Regions from separate parts of the Rattus norvegicus genome. Here region 2 is linked to region 1. Evidence: chromatin contacts called from public Hi-C data. All regions are on one chromosome and are shown on one strand. Each heading gives the region's core, a stretch centred on a gene start, on an enhancer-like site or on the middle of the called end of the contact. The rest is flanking DNA. Distances are from core to core; before and after follow the strand shown.

Evidence for each region. Hi-C and Micro-C count contacts between places; a contact is called where the count stands out from the background.
Region 2: a contact with region 1 is called in a Hi-C map of the Rat2 cell line, with 2.0 times the contacts expected there. The contact joins two enhancer-like sites. A contact is called at or near these places in 2 of 12 Hi-C or Micro-C datasets (the Rat2 cell line and mammary epithelial cells).

What each region holds. Positions count from the first base shown.
Region 1 is chr13:66,305,267-66,310,133 of GRCr8, reverse strand. All of the region lies in intron 5 of Niban1 (niban apoptosis regulator 1), which reads right to left. Among named protein-coding and RNA genes, the nearest start is that of Niban1, 83 kb to the right of the region's middle. Within about 2 kb of position 2,148, at least 36 of the 93 cell types and tissues checked have an H3K27ac peak or open chromatin away from gene starts, as enhancers often do.
Region 2 is chr13:66,344,110-66,348,976 of GRCr8, reverse strand. It overlaps Niban1 (niban apoptosis regulator 1), which reads right to left. Exons shown (of 14, transcript NM_022242.2): 6 at 3,306-3,421. Among named protein-coding and RNA genes, the nearest start is that of Edem3, 62 kb to the left of the region's middle. Within about 2 kb of position 2,031, at least 6 of the 93 cell types and tissues checked have an H3K27ac peak or open chromatin away from gene starts, as enhancers often do.

The DNA of each region.
Region 1 (4,867 bases), core at 899-3,398:
TAACTCCTGGATCTGTTTGTTTATAAACATGGCTGACACAAATTCACAAGTATGTCCTCATTGATTACCTAATAAAACTCACTCTGTATTTTCAGTTAGAATTGATTGGTGCCCAGACCAGACAGTCTCTCGAGCAATAAACTTGCCCTGTAGGTATCTCTAGACTGTGCGTAGACATTAAGTCAGTGAAAATAAACCCGAGATGTGCACCAAGAGTGCTGGAAAATGTAAAACACCATGCCGAAATAAACACAGCAAAGGGATTGGCTGCATCTCATTTGAATTGTAAAGTCTTTTTCTGTTCTGAAATCCAATTTAACTCAGCAACGTGTATTGAACACCTAAAAATGTGAAATGTCAAAATCAAATCTAATAAAAGAGTTTGATTTCACAGGGGAGTTCTAGATAAGAGCTTGGGGCATACAACACTGACAAAGGAAGCAAATCTAAAATGCAGTTGCTTTATAACGTCACATTCAGCCTGGCTCGACCACCACCAAAGCCCTTGGAGGTCACAAGGGTGGCCTGAGTTATATCATTGTGTTCTCTTAGCCTAAATCCTCTGGGTTCTTCTGGGTGTTTTCAACCCATTGCCCTCATATTTCCCAGATATTCTACAGTCCCCTCTCCCTGAGTATTCCCGATGATGTGAATAAACACAGGCACTTTGCTTAGTGGAGGTCCTGGCTGTCCTCCAGGTCAATGCAGCATCCTTCGGGCTAGCACAGCACTGTTGAAGGAAGCTGCCAGCATTCACATCTATTACCGAATCACCACCCATGCAGTGTCTACTCCATGGTGTTTATTCCATGTTCTCTTTTCTCCCCAAATAATTCAGGGCAAGAATGATGCCTCTCTAATGATGACTTTTGTCATTAATTCATGCCCTTGCCTGGTGCAGCCTACAGCCAACTGTTGTTTCCTGCCCAAACTTCCTGTGACCTCCTGGCACCACAAAATGTTAGCCTCCCACCTATGCCACTTGTGCTGCAGTCACCTTGACCCCCTTGATAGTTAGCAAGGATCCTGTCACTTACGGGCTTACAATTCTTGGGGGGAGGTCCACATTCTTAATCTATAATATAAAGCCCCTTTCCAGCTGGATCCAGTCTATCTCGTCATCCTCCCTCATTTCCTCTTGTTCATCCATGCTCTCTAGCTCACAGAATTCCTTCAGTTCCTCTAGTGGTCCATAATCTGTGTTGCTACTCAGCTCGCAATTATCCTATCCATCCTGCCAGGAACATGGCCCCTCTCTCCTGCATCTCCAGAGTTGGAGAAGCAGGTACACACTAACAATGACCATCATCCACACAGCCTGTGTTTAGCTCTGTGTTTGTGAAGGAGCATGGTACTGAGTCTTGGAGAAGAAAGCTGCCTCCACACATCTTGGAAATACAAATCTCACCCTGTGGCACCCCCCGTGGTCAGGGACTGCAGTGCGGAATCTGCAGCAGCTACTGTACACAAACGCCATGCCGTAACTGAGTTGGAATGGGATGTCCTGTAAAGATTAATTTTGTGAGATCATCTTGTATCCACGTACTCTGAGCTCCTTGGTAAAACGAAGGAACACAGATCCTCCAACTGTCCTCACCTGTCATCTGACAGCCATAGTATACAAGAGCGTGTAGATGGGACCTTTGTCAAAGTTAAATATACGTGCCTCTTAGATGCAACAGAAGTGCATCTGGATTTGGAATTCATGGATATGAATATCTAGAGTGATTTGGATCCAACATTTCTGGGACAAGTGGGCTAAGCTGAGCACTGGAACACATCTCAAGAAGCTGCTGTGGGGTCAACAGCAGCTGACTTCACTCAAATATCTAGGACCCAGTTCTCAGTAGAGCTGTGTGGTGGCCTTAGAGTCAATGGAGCAATGACAACAGCAAACAGTCCTGCTCCGAGGCTCAGGCCCTGGTCACAGGCAGTGTTTTATAGCCCCTGGGAACAACTCTGGCAAATACAGTGAACTGGCAGCTTGAGAAAACCTCTTAATGGTTTATTCAAGACTACACAATGAATAATAGGTAGGGACTTGGGACAGAAAAAGTGATTCAGTAAAAACAGTGGTACATTGTGCCATCAAACACAAGGGGAAAAATCAGGGGATGGGGCAAGATGGGAAAGCCCCATGATCTCATTGGCCTGCAACAACTGAGGATTGCTCTTTGTCGTGCTATGATGGCCTATGCCCAGTTGTCAGCGCAGAGACCCAGTGGGGAACAAATGGTCTTTGGTTCGAAGAATATGCCACAGACCAGAAATATAACTAGGCTTCATTGTCTTCATGCCTTGACAACATCCTAGAGAGCAGAGCTGGGATCTGATTGACTCAGACCTTCCATAAATGGTGTCTAAATGCAGGCTCCACACCATCCAAAACTCCCCAGAGAAACTCCTATTATGTACAAGGAATGGGGAATGTAGCAAGTCCCTTTTGACTCGGCAGAACACATTCTCTGCTCAGTGAAACTTTGTATTTCCTGCGTTCTGGGCCAGCTGTGTGTTCTCACTAGACCAAGACCCAAGAGGTTCTAAGTATATTGAAAACTGAGCTAGTGCCCGGCAAGAATCTGACTCTAAAATATTAAAGACACAGGCACAATACTAATAAGGGAATCGTTTTCATAAGGCTCTAGTTAAGAGCCCATATTATATTACTTGGAGTTGCTGTAGCAAAATGGAGTTATGACTTTTTTTTATTAGCCTCTATTGACACATGCATTAAAGTCAAGAATTAGGATCTGGCAAGGCGGTTCACCCAGTAAGGACACTTGCTACCAACCCTTACAAAATGAGTTTAAGCCCTAAAACCAGAATGATAGCCAGAAAGAACAGACTCCTCAAATTACCATCGGATCTCCACATGTATGCCATGATACATGCACATACATGTACACAGATATATATACATGCATGCATGCATGCATACACACACATATACACATACACACATACAAACACATACAAACAAACATACATACATATACACACATATATACAAATACACATGAACATACATATATACATACAAACATACATGCATGCATACATACATATACACACATACATATGAACATACATACATGCATACATACGTATGTACAAACCAACCAAGAACTGCTGAGATGCAGCACCAGTGGCTGTCACTCAGTGGCACTGATAGACATCGCCAAACATGAAAATTCCTGTATATTAAAATTAGCTGTAGTGTGCGTGGTGGGGGCACTTTTGACTGTGACTCAGCTCAGGAAATCTCTCCTGCAAAACAGACTTAAAATTCTGTACAAGCCTGAGGTATTGCTCAGGACTGGACAAAGTGCTTACTTAGTGTGTCCTCAGCCCCACACCCATGCAGATGTTCTTTGCCTTACAGTGGGGTCCACTGTAAGTTGGAAATACATCTACTATAGCTGGGAGGTGGTGGTGCATACCTTTAACCCTAGCACAAGAGAGGCAGAGGTAGGTGAGTCCAAGGCCAGCCTGGTCTACAGCGTAAGTTGCAGACAGTAAAGTCTACACAGACTGTAGAGAGGCAGGGGCTTGGGGGGAGGGGGTGAGGAAAGAAAGGAAGAAAAGAAAGAAATGCATGCAATGCATCTCACCTACCTCACAGCTTAGCCTAGCACAGCTTAGCCAGGTACAGCTTAGCCTGGCCTGCCTTAACCATGTTCAACGACTTACCTAAGCCTACAGCTAAGTATAATCATCTGCTCAAAGATGATGTGACAATAAAGTGCCACCTTCCTCCTGTACAGGGACAGGTGGGTGTCTCATGGACCGGTTGGCTGCAAAACCACAAAACGCAATGTCCAAAATGCTCCAGTGACACGGCCGAGAGAGCTCTTGTCAGCCTCGAGACAGAGAGCATCACAGTGCACAGGGCCAGCCAGCCATGACGGGTACGGCTCTTGCACCATCGTGATCCGGGAAATCGTAAGTTAAGCTGTGTCAGAGCTGGGATCATCCGGACATGCGTCTTCACTTGGCTGGGATTTCTAGTTACTCTTTAACACATTAACTTTGCTAGCCATCGATTAGGATGTGTGGGTGAGCTTGTTCTTCCGTCCGTTTGCATTTAGACTCCCAAGGGAAGACGTTGCAGGCTTCATTACTCCACACCCATACGGGGCTGGCACACACTAAGCCCCTCTGTGACATTCGACTGCTTGCCTTTCCAACCGCCAAGGAACACAGTTCAGCGTTCTGCAAGCCCATTCACACATGCAGCCTACATTCATATAGAAGTGTCAAAAAAATGACACATTGGAATGAAAAATCCTCTTTAAAATTTTATTTACAGATAGATAAGTAAATCCAGACCTAAAAGCAAAATAATGCTGTCTAGTGTGCCAGGTGACATCGCTTGGAAATCCCACCCCCTGCCAATTATAGTGAATTAGACTGTCTGAGGGCAGTGCCCAAGCTCCTGGGTTTTAGTTAAGCTTTAAATGTTGTTTTCTTTTAAATTATGTGCATGTGTCTGTGTGTGGGTCTGTGCGCATGCCTGCGGGTGTCCACAGAGGTCCCAGAGGAGGGTCTCTGACCTTTCTGGAGCTGGAGTAACAGGAGTTGTGAGCTTCCCAACCTGGGTTGTAGGACTGAACTCCTTGGTGAGAGTAGGAAGCACCCATCATCACTGAGCTGTCTCCCCAGCTTTTGATCAGGTTTCCCCTGGGATCCTTACATCCCTTCAAGCTTTAAGAACTGCCTCTGTGGTCTGGGCAAGTCCTCCTAAGGGCTCTGTGTTATAGGCTTGGTCCCCATCTTTGTACTTATAATAGAATCTTTGAAATATGCAGCATGGCCAGGGGTCTTGAAGGCCATTGAGAACCTGTCCTTGAAGCAGATTATGACCCTC
Region 2 (4,867 bases), core at 782-3,281, 39 kb before region 1:
TTTGGGCAGTAAGGACTTTCTCACTGAGCTCACTGCTCAGACACAAGCCCTTGGAAACCTTCACAAGCTCACTGGCCTTGGCCTTTCTCTGGGGTTCCGTGGCAGGGTGCGATGCTCTAGCTGGACTGAACAGGAATGCTCTGAGGCTGGAAATGACAAGCAGGCTGGTCCCCTGGTCCCCTTCCCCTGGTCCCCTGGGCTCCTGGGAAGGGAGCTGTGAGGCTCAGTACAGCCTGAAGGGCTCCCATCTGCTGCCCTGTGGATCTACCTCAAGTGATTACGGTAACAGAGGCAAGACTTTCACAGGTCTTGAAAAGTCACTGAGGGACTTGTGTTTCCTTTCTGAGTCACTCTCTGTGGACCATTAAGAGATGATCTTATAAGATCACCATTTCCTGGGGATCTTATGAGAAGCTTGGCGTATGCAAACATATTGGAAATCAGTAAGTTCAGCCGTTGGATAAAGTGAATAATTAATGATCCCCAGGTCACATCCTGCCCAGGTGAGTGAGTTCTTGTTTGGAACCTATGCCCAAGACTTACCAAGTATGGCGTGAGGAGAGAGAGAGCGAAGAGGGATGGAGACGAAAGCAAAACACAATGGGGAATGCTGTCATGGATGAAAAGGCTTGAAGCCAAGGACCGCAGTTCTCTGCATTTGTCCCTCAGCAGAGATTGGATGGGTTTTGAGCATGAGTGTGAATCGATGTGAGAAGACCCAAATGTTATACACAAAGGCCAAAGAAAACCAACATTCCATCTGGGTGGGCTTACAGTTCGCCTCTGCTCTTTCCCACATGATGTTCCAAGAAATTTGCTTCTATTTTACAGTTCAGGGACTTGAGAATAAAATATGTCTGGGAAAAAAAGAAAGAGGGGGAAGAGAGGCTACAAGGGGGCTTGGGGGGAGAGGCCTGAGGCTGACAGAGCCTGGGGTACCATGCCATCTCACACCAACACCACCTTCCTCATTAACTAACTTCAGCTCCCTCCCATCCTGACACTGCTTTGTCTCTCTCCATCCACTCTGGTGTTACCTGCCCTGGTCCAGGCTAGCTCTCCATAAGCAAGAGAGAAGCCTGTGGCCTTTTGAGGGAAAGTAACTAATCAAATACATAAATATATTTGAACTGCTGGGAAGTGGAGATGAACATTTTATCACACACATAAGAAACCAAATATGCGGGTTGGGGATTTAGCTCAGTGGTAGAGCGCTTGCCTAGCAAGCACAAGGCCCTGGGTTCAGTCCCCAGCTCAGAAAAAAAAAAAAAAGAAAAAGAAACCAAATATGCTATCAGTTTGATCAAAATGAACAAAGCAAGCAGGGTATGGTGTTGTATGCCTTATTAACGACTAAGGAAACTAAGGGAGGTAGGACAAGAGCTTGAGGCTAGCCTGAGCTACACGCCCAGACCCTGGTCCCCAAAACAACAGAACTCAAATCAACGGAGCACGCCCGCTAAGGTCCCACCGAGAACACCCACTGAGGTCCCACCGCTATGCCCCAAGGGCACACACTGTGCTTCCTCTCAGACTGGGAGTTGTAAGAAGGTATAAGGCTGAGGAAGAATGCCCCTCCCAAAGGCAGACCCCCATGTCTGACTGGACCCTTGGCCCCAGGTCCCTTGGTTACTGAAGCACTGAAGTTGAGTGTATCCATTTAAAGGGCTGCATTCAAGATGTTTTGAATGAAGACAAGTCTAGAAGGAATAGACAAGCCCTCAAACGTGGGAACTTTTCTGGTCTTAGAACCAAGCAGCATGAATGGTTCTCACCCACCTGGCTAATTTAAAGGCAAATAAACACACCCTTTATCTGCAGCTACTTGACGTTTTTGGCAGATTGTTTTTTCTCACGAGTTCATCTGATAGTGCTCGTAGCTCATATTGACAAGGAGGAAATGCATTGATGCTTTTACCAAGCACACAAATATTTTTCACCTTAACAGCCTGTCAGGAAAGTTATTCCGAGACACTGCTCTGCCTGGACCTCTGCCTAAAATAACCATCACCATGAAGGCCTGCCATACTTGTGTGAGTCATCACTACTAAGAGAGCGATATAAAAAGAGTCATTCAGCTCTTTTGCACTTTATGTAGCACTTAGCACGTGTTAGCCTAAAGGACACACACACACACACACACACACACACACACACACACACACACACACACAGAAACACTCCACCCCAGAAAAGATCTACTAAATTTTTTGTTTTCAGCATAAAGAAATGTGAACTAATATACAATTAAGACTTTAAGTGAGAGGTTGGGGATTTAGCTCAGTGGTAGAGCACTTGCCTAGCAAGCACAAGGCCCTGGGTTCGGTCCCCAGCTCCGAAAAAAGAAAAAAAAAAGACTTTAAGTGAGGGACTGGAGCGATGGCTCAGTGGTTAAGAGCACTGGCTGTTCTTCAAGAGGATCATAGTTCAATTCCCAGCACCCACAGGGCAGCACACAATTGTCAGTAACTCCAGGTCCAGGGATCCAACACTCTCACACAGACACACATGCAGGCAAAACACCAATACATACAAAAGTAAATTTAAAAAAATAAAGATTTTAAGCGAAGGAAAATATGAAGCAAGTGGCTTAGGCAGAAGATGAAAAAAGTTACTGAGTGCAGAAGTCACTTAGCTGCTCTGTGCCTCCCAGTTCCCTCATACAAACTGCCCCTCCCCGTCTGTAAGACAGCCAAGACACACTTAAGATTTGAACATTACAAAGTACCACACAAGAACATTTTAATACAGGTCTCTGTGCTAAATATCTGCTAAGTATTAACTGTGCTGTCTATTTGCTGGGCCAGGCGGAATCAAATGCTTCCGTTTCTTACGCTTTTGGGTTTTTTTTGGTGCTTAAAAGTATTGTAAATATTTCAACTTCTCAACGTTTTAAATGGATACACTTCTGCAAAATATGGGACACTAAGAACTGTTTGAAATTCTGAAGTGTTCTTGGGTCGGGACTACATGTGTGGATGTGTTAAAACAAACATACTCAACATGGACGCCTTTGGCTCATACTCCAGAACACCAAAGCCACGTTCATCATTGTGAGCAAACTTCTGCTTTTTCAGAGTTAGCAACTTAACAGGAGCATTGTGGGCTGCCCTACCGAAGAAGGCCAGGTCTGGTGGTCTTCATGGGTACCCCACTGCTCACTGACTGATGCTTTTAGACGGCTCAGGGAAACGCCTCGGAAACCCCGGCTTCTATTCGTGCAACTTCCTGTGGACTGTTCGTTGAATGGTCCTGACCACCACCACACAGGTAGAGAGGAACCATAACTCCGAGCCCCACAGTACCTGGACTTCATCTCCAGTAATCACTTCCCAGGCGCCGTAGTGACCCTTCTCCTGCCGGAAGAACTGCACAGCTTCCAAAAAGGCTTGGGCTTCGAATGTGGTCTGCTTCATGTAATCTAAGAGAAAGGAAAGGCGCATTTAATGAAAACAGATGTTATTTTGCATCCTTCTGTGGTTCAAGTATGACGGGCCAAGAAGTAACATTCTCTGCTACGAGGCATGGAAAGTACGAGAACACAGGACACTCATCAGGCAGTCCAGCAGGAGTTCATTTGGAAGTGTCCACCATACTGCTTACTCTCCCTACAAGCTGACAATTCCTTCACTTACTAAGCCAAGTGGTGAGGACCACCCGACCTCCCCTCCTCTCTCCCAGCCTCACCTCAAATGCTGTCCCTGGGCATCCGGTGACTTCATACCACCAGTAAGAAGCCTCTCATATAAGGCATCTGAAGTGAGGCATCTGAGCCCAAACTGAAGTCCGGTTTCCTTGTGAGCTGATGTCAGCCCTTTCGGTCTACATAGTCTGCAAATGTATGCATATGAAAACGGCACTAACTGGCACACAGCAAGATGCCACTGACTTACACACATCACCCATTTCACTGAGAACTGACAGAAATCACCTCACGGCCTGAGGTCACACCGAGAGTGAGTGGAGGGTCCCACTGAGATCTAACTGGGTAGGCCGCTGACTCCACATCCTGTCTTGATGAGTTTGTCCCCGCATCTGAGAAATAATACCATACCAGAGAGGAATGCCTGTCCCATGGTGGGATTTAAGGTATGGAGAAGTAAACTGGGTCTGAATAACCTGCTTGGAATTCCGAAAGTCACACTGTGTGTCTTCCTGCCAGGTAGTGGTGGCTCACATCTTAATCCCAGCACATAGGAGGTAGAAGCAGGCAGATCTCTCTAAGTTCTGAGACAGCCAGGGCTGTTAGACAGAGATACCCTGTTTCAAATATTGTACTCCCCCCAAAAACCCAAAAACCAAAACCAAACAAAACCAAAAACACAAAACCCCCAGAACATTATCTGTCTGCCTTCCCAACACATAAAACTAGCTTGTGGCCTTCTTTAGCTTCCGGTTTGCTGAGGGACTCCCTCTACGGCGCTGCCTACTGACCACCTAGTACAGGCTGACCTAGAACTCACAATCCTGTCCCAGCCTCATGAGTGTTAGCATTACAGGCGTGAGACATCACTCCTGCTAAAACTAGCTCTGGGAGGAGGAAATGGTAACAGAATTATAGAGGTTTTGATGTGGAAAATGAACCCAAAAACTAATCTTGGACCAGCAAGATGGTTTAGAGAGCGATAGCTCTCAACCCTCCTAACACCATGACCCTTTTGTACAGTTCCTCATGTTGTGCTGACCCCCCAACCATAAAGTCTTTTTTTTTTAGAGTCTTTTTTTAAAAGATTTATTTATTTTTATGAGTACACTGTAGCTGTCTTCATGTACACCAGAAGAGGGCATCAGATCCCATTACAGATGGCTGTGAGCCACCATGTGGTTGCTGGGATTTGAACTCAGGACCTCTGGGAAGAGCAATCAG